Regions from separate parts of the Sus scrofa genome. Here region 1 is linked to region 2. The links are chromatin contacts, called in public HiChIP or PLAC-seq maps. All regions are on one chromosome and are shown on one strand. Each heading gives the region's core, a stretch centred on a gene start, on an enhancer-like site or on the middle of the called end of the contact. The rest is flanking DNA. Distances are from core to core; before and after follow the strand shown.

Region 1 (4,448 bases), core at 434-2,933, 81 kb after region 2:
TAAGTGGCTCCAAGTGCCTCTATGGGTGCATGGCTATGCTTTGGGGGACCTCAGTCCACCCGTTATGGGGGTTCCAGTAACAACCACCCACCTGGCAGGCCACAGGGGTGAGCCATGGTTACAGCAAGATGGGCTGGTCACAGAGGGCTTCGTGTAAGAGGAAGACCTTGATAAGCCTAGTTTGGCAAATAGGAATAGGTGGATGGGGACTGTATGAGCCAAAGAGGTGGAGGTCCACCAGGCCTAGCATGTCTGTGATGAGAGAGTAGCCACCCTTAACATGCTCCCTGCATCTCCAGGTAGATGGTCTCTCCCCCTTCAGGGGAGAAAACTGAGGCCCAGGCCCAGGGGGGGGCCAAGGGAGGACCCTGGCCCACAGGCTGGCTGAGAGCACTCTGTGGTACAGACAGAGGGACATAGTACAGACATAACCAACCCTGCCAGGCACTGCCGGGCCCCTCTCCCCTCCTTCCCTCCCACCATCTCCTCACAGAGGGGCCTCATCTCCCCACCTGGGTGCACCCCCTCCCATGCTTTTGCTCTGGGCAATTTCATCCACCCACAAACCTGGTGCCAGGAGGCCTCTCAGGTGTAGGGGACCCAGGATGGGTAAAAAGTCAGGACCCCTCCCCACCAACAATAACAATATGACCACTGAGAAATCACTCAGAAAAGATCATGAAGGAGTTCCCGTTGTGGCTCAGCAGAAGCAAAGCTGACTAGTATCCATGAGGATGCGGTTTACATCCCTGGCCTCACTCAGCGAGTTAAGGGTCTGACATTGCTGTGAGCTGTGGTGTAGGTCACAGATGTGGCTCGGATCCCACGTTGCTATTGCTGTGACATAGGCTGGCAGCTGCAGTTCCAACTGGACTCCTAGCCTGGCAACTTCCATATGGCACATATGCAGCCCGAAAAAGCAGGTAAAAAAAAAAAAAGAAGAAGAACTTGAAAACCTCGAGTTCCTCAAGGGCTGGGCAGCATCCTAAGATCCTGCATCAGCCCTGCACTGGGCCTAGAACCAAGGTGATTCTTGGTTCTAGAATTCAAGGCCACGGGATTCAAACCCATTCAAACACCTCTAGGCGCTCAGGTCAAGGCCTTTGGGAGGGACACACTGCGTGAACGCTGTCAGAGTCTGGCGCTGCATCCTTGGGGCAAGGGATCGGGAGGGGTGGAAGGCCAAACCGCGGGCTTGAGCGCACCTAAGTGGGAGCAGGCTGCGGGTTGGGCTTTTGCTGGGAAGGAGTCGAGACGCCCCCTGGTGGGCATTCGGGGTCGGGGGATGGCGCAAGACCTCCTCTGGCGGGCGGTTGGGTGAGTGCTTTTTCCCTGCCACAGTCCGTCCACCCGGGACTCAGAGGCCACGCCGCAGCCAGCGAGCCGGTCTGATAGGAGGGAGAGGAGCAGGGCCTGGCCTCCTGGTGCCTACTCCCCGAGCTCGGGACAGCCCCCAGCTCCCTCCGCTCCCTGCGTTCCACTGGGGTCTCTGGAGGACCAGGCTGGTTGCCCCGGCGTACGTCCTCGGCACCCTGCGACAGCGGCCCACGTCTCCAGGGCGCACACGGCTCGGGCCAGGAGCCAGGGCGCAGGTCACCGACACCAGGGGAAGCAGGAAGGTAGAGACCGACGGACCCGCGCAAGTACAGCAAGACCCGGGGTCCAGCTCCTCCTTCCGGGGGCGTGGCCCCGCCGCGGCCCCGCCCCGGCTGCGCCGGCTGTGACAGGCGCCTCCGCGCTGGTCCTCGAGCCAGAACTGCCGCCGCCGTCACCTTCGCGGTCGCTCGACTGATCCCATCAAAGCGACCATGCCCCGGGGGAGCCGCAGCGTGGCCGCCCGGCCAGCCAGGTGTGACTGGGACAGGGCCCCAGGGGGAGGGGGCTGAGGAAACGCGGCACCCAAGGGCATGACAGCGTGACCTTGGCGGCTGCTGCGCCATCTTGGCGTGGGAAGGGCGATGGTGCAGCAGTCGCGGGTGGTCGCCCACCCTCTGGCTGGGGTAGAGGGTGCCTCCCCCGAGCTGCAGGCACCTGGGGCCCTCGGCCAGGAGTCCGGCAAGGATTAACCCTGTTAACCTCCTACTTTGCAGCCGCGCCGCCGCGCCCTCTGCCCACCTGCCCGCGCACCCGCCGCCCTCGGCAGCAGCCCCTGCCACCGCTCCGTCGGGCCAGCCCGGCCTGATGGCGCAGATGGCGTCCACGGCTGCCGGAGTAGCCGTGGGCTCGGCTGTGGGACACGTCGTGGGCAGCGCCCTGACCGGAGCCTTCAGTGGGGGGAGCTCAGAGCCCGCCCAGCCTGCTGCCCAGCAGGTGAGCAACTAGGCTCAAGGGAAACTGAGACCGCCTTCTCTCAGGGCCACATAGCAGGAGCTTCAGGCATGTCCAGCCAGGACTGTCCTTTGAGGAGTGTCGGAGGTGTCCAGAGCTTCCTCCGCCAAGGACTTTGTCCTATTCATCGCCCTACTGTTGGCCTCTGGTCACTCACAAGCAGGCTCTCCCATCACCTCCCCTGGGGCCAGGGTCCCTAAATTTCCATGGACAGACACCGAACAGCCTTCTAAAGATGGGGAAATGAAGGCCCTTAGGGCTCAGAGACTGGCCCAAGGTCACCTAACCACTGTAGAAGAGAGAGATGTTGAAGTTCCTGAGTCCCTGCTCTCCCACCCCCAGGTGTGCCCCAGAGCCCCTGCACCCAAGGGCGAAGGGTAGCCAGTGACTTTGGGCCTGTTCCCTGTTGGCCTATCCCCCACCAGGCACCCTACCAATCCTGATCCACATTCAGGCTTAGTGGCGGGGTCAGGGGTCATGAGGATCAGTGTGGCTGAGCTAGGAAGGTGCTAGAAATTGTGGGGGTGGGGCTTGCACTCCAGCAGAGCACTGAACTTTTCTAGAACCTTCTTCCGCCTCCCCACCCCCTTCCACCTGCCCAGTGTGCCTGTTATGAGGCAGCAGGGAATGCTATCTGTACCAGCACCAGCAGGTTCACCTGTTTCAAGGACAGAGCCACTATGGCTAAACAGGGCAGACTGGCCCAGGTCACTCACCCTCCAGGGACCTTTGGGCAGCGGGACTGGGAGTGTGGGTAGAGGCAGCCAGCACCACCAGGCGTGGAGTCCTCTTCTGTGTGCGAGCCCCTAGCTGACCTTGCTGCCTCCTCCCCTGTACCCCAGGCCCCAGCCCACGCTGCCCCCCAGCCCATGCAGATGGGGCCCTGCGCCTATGAGATCAGGCAGTTCCTGGACTGCTCCACTACCCAGAGTGACCTGTCCTTGTGTGAGGGCTTCAGCGAGGCCCTGAAGCAGTGCAAGTACAACCATGGTGAGCGCAGTGGCTCCAGGGGGTGGGAGGGGTGTCCTTCCCCCTGCACCTGCGGGCTGACCTCCAGCCTGTGCCATCTCCCTTGCTCCCTCTGCAGGTCTGAGCTCCCTTCCCTGAAGAGCCTGGTGTGGATTCAGGAGCCAGCCCCCCACCACCTCCACCCTTTCACTGACAGCCCGACTACAATGTCAGATTGTACCCACAGAGCTGGGGTAGGGAGTGAGGAGGGGGTCTCTCACCCCACAGGTGACCCGAGACGAAAATGTGCAATTAAAAGAGTTTATTTTAGACCCAAGCATGCTGTGTCCCCCTCATTGGATCGTCTTCGGGGTGTGGGTGGCAGATAGATGTCACACTGTGGGGTGAGATGCTTCACCCTAAACTAGTGCCCTCAGTGGGGAGGGTGTCCTTGTAATCCTGGGTAATCCGACAGCCTCGGGCAGTCCAAGCTGAGCCATGAGGCATCAGCAGGTGACCTTAAGGTGCCTGACTCCTGGGTAGATCCCTGGAGAGGCCTTTTGTCTCCTTTTGGGGACCCTGCCCCCTCCACCCTTCCTGTCTCTGCCTCTGAATCCCTTTCTCCGCACCCACATCTTAGAGGCCCTGGGCCCTGTCTGTGACCTTGCTGATGCCAGTTCCCAGTAATTCCAGATTCTGCAACAGGAACGAATGCTGCCAGGCCTTGGCCTGTTCATACATGGCAGAAGTCATGGCCAGCCCCCTTGGATTGAGTCCAGCTCATCCACTTGGCCGTGGTGTGCCAGCAGCTGCCAGAACAGAGGAGCAGGCCCTTCAAAAGCCATCATGGGAGTTCCCCCATGGGCGCACCTTCTCTGCATCCTGACATTGCAGAAATAGGTGGCATCTCTGCAGCGCCAGGACACAGGTTCAATCCCCAGCCCAGCATAGTGGGTTAGTGCCTCCGGCAGGGTGGTGGGGAGCTGTCTCCAAGTACAATGTGTGCCATCATGTGGGCATACGTGCCTCTCTGAGGGAGGTTGGCATTGGTGTCCATCTCTCAGCAGACACATCTGTGTCCTGGAAAGAGGTCCCACTTCTGGGTATGAGCAGCCTCCCAGGGGTTCGTGTCTCCTTACCTGGCTCCCAGCCCCAGCTAGTGGGTCCTGGAC
Region 2 (4,776 bases), core at 164-2,663:
TAAGCCAGGAAACTGTCCTATTGCACCTTGATACTGATTTTGTTCTTGATCAAATCCTCAGCGTCCTAGTGGGGTTAACTAGCCACCTGCAGGCTTTCCGGACTTGCTGCGCACTAGAAAACATGAATGGCACCCAAACTATAGGAGTATGCCCTCAGGGAACTGCTATTCCTAAGGGCCTGGGTGCCTGAAGGGAGCCCTACCCAGGCCTGGAACTGGGGTGGACAGGGCAGCATAACCAGAATCCACCTCCTGGAGCCTCTGTCCCACACTTGAAAACCATCCTAAAGTTCCAAAACAATGGGATTTCCTAAGTCAAGACACTGAAGCACCAGCTTGGCAGAGAATGACTCCTGAGGTGGAGCGGGCGCCCTCACCCGGATTTGGATTACTCCCCCTTTGCCCGCCAACCCTAGCCCACGTGGTGCCTCGGCAGGAGAGAGGGTGGGGGACAGACTATGGATTCCCGATTCGAATTTGATTCCTGGGTTGTGGCCTCTGGAAGGATGCCAACCTCAGTGGGGCCTTCTGCTGGCAAAGGGTAGGGGAAGGCGCCCCACAGCTCATTCTGGGGGCGCCCCTCCCGGCCTCGGACCCCTGTCACTGACCCGGCCCTTCACCAATTCCTCCGCTAGTCAAGGAAGCCGGAGGCAGCCATCTCCACACCGTTTATTTCTCTCTTCCGGGAGCTGGGGTCGCTAGGGGCGAGGCAGGCAGAAAACAGAGCCGGCGGCGCCAGGCCGAGAGCAAAGGAGTCTTGGGGTGCGGCCCTCAGGCGAAGGTGGAGCCGTTCCAGCCCACATTGGCCGCGTTCATGTCGTAGTAGTTGATGTAGATCCTGCGGAGAAGGAAGCGAGGCTGAGCGGGCAACTGGGCGGCCGCCGTGGCCGCGTGCTCCCCGGCCCTCGGCGCCCACGCACCTGTCCGGGCTGATGCGCAAGCGTTCGGCCAGCAGGCCGCACAGCAGCTTGCTGTAGGAACGGTTCTGCGCGCCGCCGATCTTGCCGATGCTATGCAGACTGCAAAGGGCGCACGGCTCGCTGGACCCTCCGAAGGCCATGAGCTGGTCCGGGACGACGTGCACCGCGATGTACTGCGGGGGAGGGGACGCGGTCAGTCGGCCCGGGTGACCTCGCCGGCCCAGACGCCCCCCGCCCCCGCGTCCCTTCCCCGCCCGGAGCCCCATTCCGGAATCGCCGCCCCCCCTCCCCCAACCCCAGCCTCAGCCCGGAACCGCCTCGCCCGGCCCTCGTGGCAGACCTGCGCCGGCTTGCCCATGGCCTGCACCAACTGCTGAGTCAGCTCGGAGAGGAACCCGTCCGGCACAGAGGCGCGGGGAACGTTGGTGTTTACCACGAACATCGGCATGATGGCCAGGAACAGTGGGGACCCGGAGCACAGGAACCTAACTGCGCGGTCAAGAAGCAGGGGAACCTGAGATACGTGACCGCCGCCCGGCGCCCCGCCCACTGCGACTGCGGTTCCGCCCCGTGACGTCACCGCCGGCGGAGATCCCGCCCCCGAGGCCGCGAGGCCTTCGCGACTGGTGACGTCACCGCCGGCAGAGGCCCCGCCCTCACGGCGGGACTTTGAGACCCTACTCCGCCTACCCCTGGCTGGGTGCCCCCTCCAAAGCCGTTCACCACCTCGTGGCCAGAAGTGTGCCTTTCCCTCGTTCATCAGCCCTTTTATTTAGTCACAGATATCTACTCATCTGTGTGCCAGGAGCGGGGATACTGCGGTTAGGGGGGCAGGTGGCTTCTGGCCCTCCAGGAGCTCACAGCTGGACAAGTAGATGAAGTCCAGCTCATTCTCACTGAGCCCTTGTGTGTCCTGAGTCTCTGGGGCCACTGTCCTGAGTGGACGGGTGGGCGTGCTGGTGTTCATGTGTAGGGGTGAGGCGCAGTCACTGATGCAGGTGGGAGGGGGCTACCACAAATGAGTCACCATCCAGATGCCTTCCCTATACCCCTGCTCCTCAAGGTGGGTGGGGATGCTGGGTGGTGCCCCGGGTAGGGGCAGCGAGTAGGAGGGGATGTCTGACAGAGCTCAAAGCCCACCCCAAAACTTGAGTCCCCTGGGCAATTCCTCTGATGTGTCCTCTGGGGACGCCCTCTTACAGCCTGAGTGAATTTTCTGTTTCTTCCACTAGTGGTCAGCTCAACGGGTAGCTAGTAGGTGCCAAGCATATGAAAGACATGGACTAAATACTGGGTGAATGAAGTTAGCCATGACGGGGCAGGAAGAGGTCAGGGCCAGGGATGAGCCTGCAGGCCCTGCCATTACTGGACAGAAGGGCCACCTGACCCCTGCTCTGAGGAGACCCCTGGTCAGGGGGCTGGGCTGGGGACTGGCACTCAAGGGGCATGCAGGTTTGGCCAGTCTCAGAGCTCTCCAGGAAAGCCCTGTCCTTGGTCTCTGACAGTTGTGGTCTGGTTAAGGTGGCAGAGCATGTTGCTGGCCTTGACAATGGCCATATGATGGATCAAGGCCACCAGGCTTGTGGGACCAGCTGGCCTCCAGAGGGAAGGTCTCATGGCCCAGCTGTGCCAATAACTCTGTAAAATGTGGGGCTTTCCAGGTAGGCCCAGATCACTTTCCTCCCCACTCCCACACCCAGCCGTCTTTCTGTGCTCAGGGTTCTGTTACCACTGATGCACTGATGTCTCCAGCCCAGGATGCTCCTCTGAGCTCCAGCAGCCAACTCAGCATGGCCTGCTCCCGGTGTCCACATCCAAGTGCATGACTTTTCTCCCACCTCTGATCTCCTCCCAGTGAACTGTGCCTCCCTCCACTATGCCTTTATCCTCGCCTCTCCCCCCACCCCTGATCCCACCTTAGTCTAAGTTAGCTGGCATCACTCTTGGCCTGGCCTCTCCTGGAGGAGGAGTCTGTTCCCCCTGCCTACCCAGGTAGATCTGGCCATGTGACTTGCTTTGTCCAGTGACCAGAAGTGACGCAAATGATTCCAGGCAGAAGATCCAAAAGCTAGTGCCCAGTTCCATGTTCTCTGATGTGGCAGCGGGTGACACAGAGCCTCTCCAACAAACACCTGCAATGCCCTGTGGGTGAGCCGCTATGGTTTTCAGGTTGTTACTGTGACAGAGGGGAGCCTTCCCCATCAGGACAGCCTTTGTGTACCCTCCCTTCCCAGGAGTAGTCACTGCTGTCTTTCAGGGAGGGCCTCTGAGGAGGGACTAGATTCCCAGTCCCACTTGTCACTAGCTTGGACACTTGGCTAACCTCTCTGAGCCTCAGTTTTCCTGCCTGTAACTTGGGGATGACAGTAGTGTCCATTTTACAGGGGGATGTTGTGAGGACCCAAGTGGTTTAATTACTGGTGATGGTCCCCAGTACCATCACAGTGCCCTGGGTGACCTGGTCCCCTCCTGCACTTTCCCTGATCTGCTTCAGCACCCAAAGCTCCTGGCTGGGTCAGGCCCAGTCAGGAGCCCAGCACCTGTTCTCTTCTTCCAGGCTATCACCATATTTCTGTGTGTGAGTTACTGCTTCCTTTCTAGGCTCCCTGAGCTGGGGGACTATTTCTTTTGGGCCTGGCTGCGTGCCTACCTTCTGCCCTGTTGCTCGGTAGCAGGCAGAGGGCCTCCAAGGCTGTCCATGCCCTAGTCCCCCAAACCTGTGAATGCATTACGTTACATGGCAAAAGGCACTTTGCAGATGTAATTAGGGTTACAGACCCTAAAATAGGGAGGTTATCATGGATTATCTGGGTGGTTCCGATGTAATCACAGGAGCCCTTAAAAGCAGAGAATTTTCTCCAGCTCGAGTCAAAGACAAGGCAGAAGCGGAGTCAGACTTAAAGCAGAGGGACTCAGTGTGCTGTTACTGGCTTTGAAGATGAGGGGGCCTCAGTCCTGAAGCCGCAGGGAACTGAATTCTGCTAACAGCCTGAATGAACTCGGAAGTGGGTTCCTCTCTAGTTGACCTTGAGACACCTTGACTTGGGCCGTGAGTCCTAAAGCAGAAGACCAGTCACTTTGTGTTCGACTTGCAACCCACAGAAACCGTGAGATAATAAATGTGCGTTGTCTTAAGCTGCTAAATTTGTGGTAATTTGTTCTAGAAGCGATAGAACAGTAACACACCTGACGTCACTGGGGCTCCAATTACCAGCTGAACCACAGCCCACACTCACCTGGAGGCCTTGGCCAACAGTTGCCAACCTTCCCTGAAATCCCCTCCCCTTCCCTCCTCACTGACAGAGCCCCAGTTCTGTTGCTCAGAATATTCCCTGTCCCAGAACCACAGCAACCAGACGTGGTGCAGTGATGCACGGCATGCACAGGGAAGCAGCTGCCTTGCTCATGGAGATGCTACTCTACGCCCTCTCTCCTGATCCTGCCTGGAACTTCGACATGACCTCCAGATGTGCAGCAGCTGCTGGGCCACCTTGAGCGGGAACACAAAAGCAAAAGTCAGGAGTAGCAACAGGGAACCTGGGGTGCTTCTGGCTCTGCCTGGTCCTGTCAGCTGCCTTCTCATTGCAGAGGAGAATCAGGCCCTCTGCTCCAAGCCCCAGATGCCACTCCTGGCTGGTGCAGGGGACTTCTTAAGAGCCATGTCCCGTAGGTGAGTGCTGCCAGGCAGAGAGGGAGGGAAGGGATGAGAAGAGGCAAGCCTCTGAATAGGACCTGAGTCACCTGCTGGGAAGGGGGTGCAGGGAAGGGAGGCTGCCAGGCCTCTGCTGCAGGGCTACTGCTGTCCTCTTGTTGCCTCTCCCTGACATGAGCTTGGCCATCAGTCCTCAGTCCCTAT

Evidence for each region. HiChIP or PLAC-seq counts read pairs in DNA pulled down with a chosen protein or histone mark.
Region 1: a contact with region 2 is called in an H3K27ac HiChIP or PLAC-seq map of alveolar macrophages. The contact joins the promoter of CHCHD10 here to the promoter of MIF in region 2. A contact is called at or near these places in 1 of 5 promoter capture datasets (liver), 4 of 47 Hi-C or Micro-C datasets (blood, liver, retroperitoneal adipose tissue and 1 more) and 2 of 2 datasets of contacts at active chromatin or transcription factors (alveolar macrophages and skeletal muscle).

The regions. Positions count from the first base shown.
Region 1 is chr14:49,919,917-49,924,364 of Sscrofa11.1, forward strand. CHCHD10 (coiled-coil-helix-coiled-coil-helix domain-containing protein 10, mitochondrial) reads left to right here and starts at 1,684. Exons shown (of 4, transcript XM_001929468.4): 1 at 1,684-1,849; 2 at 2,091-2,310; 3 at 3,171-3,318; 4 at 3,416-3,613. The coding sequence starts at 1,809. The coding sequence ends at 3,435. C14H22orf15 reads right to left here. Exons shown (of 5, transcript XM_021073686.1): 5 at 4,280-4,448. The coding sequence ends at 4,433.
Region 2 is chr14:49,839,650-49,844,425 of Sscrofa11.1, forward strand. It overlaps MIF (macrophage migration inhibitory factor (glycosylation-inhibiting factor)), which reads right to left and starts at 1,414. Exons shown (of 3, transcript NM_001077213.2): 1 at 1,261-1,414; 2 at 921-1,093; 3 at 654-838. The coding sequence starts at 1,368. The coding sequence ends at 772.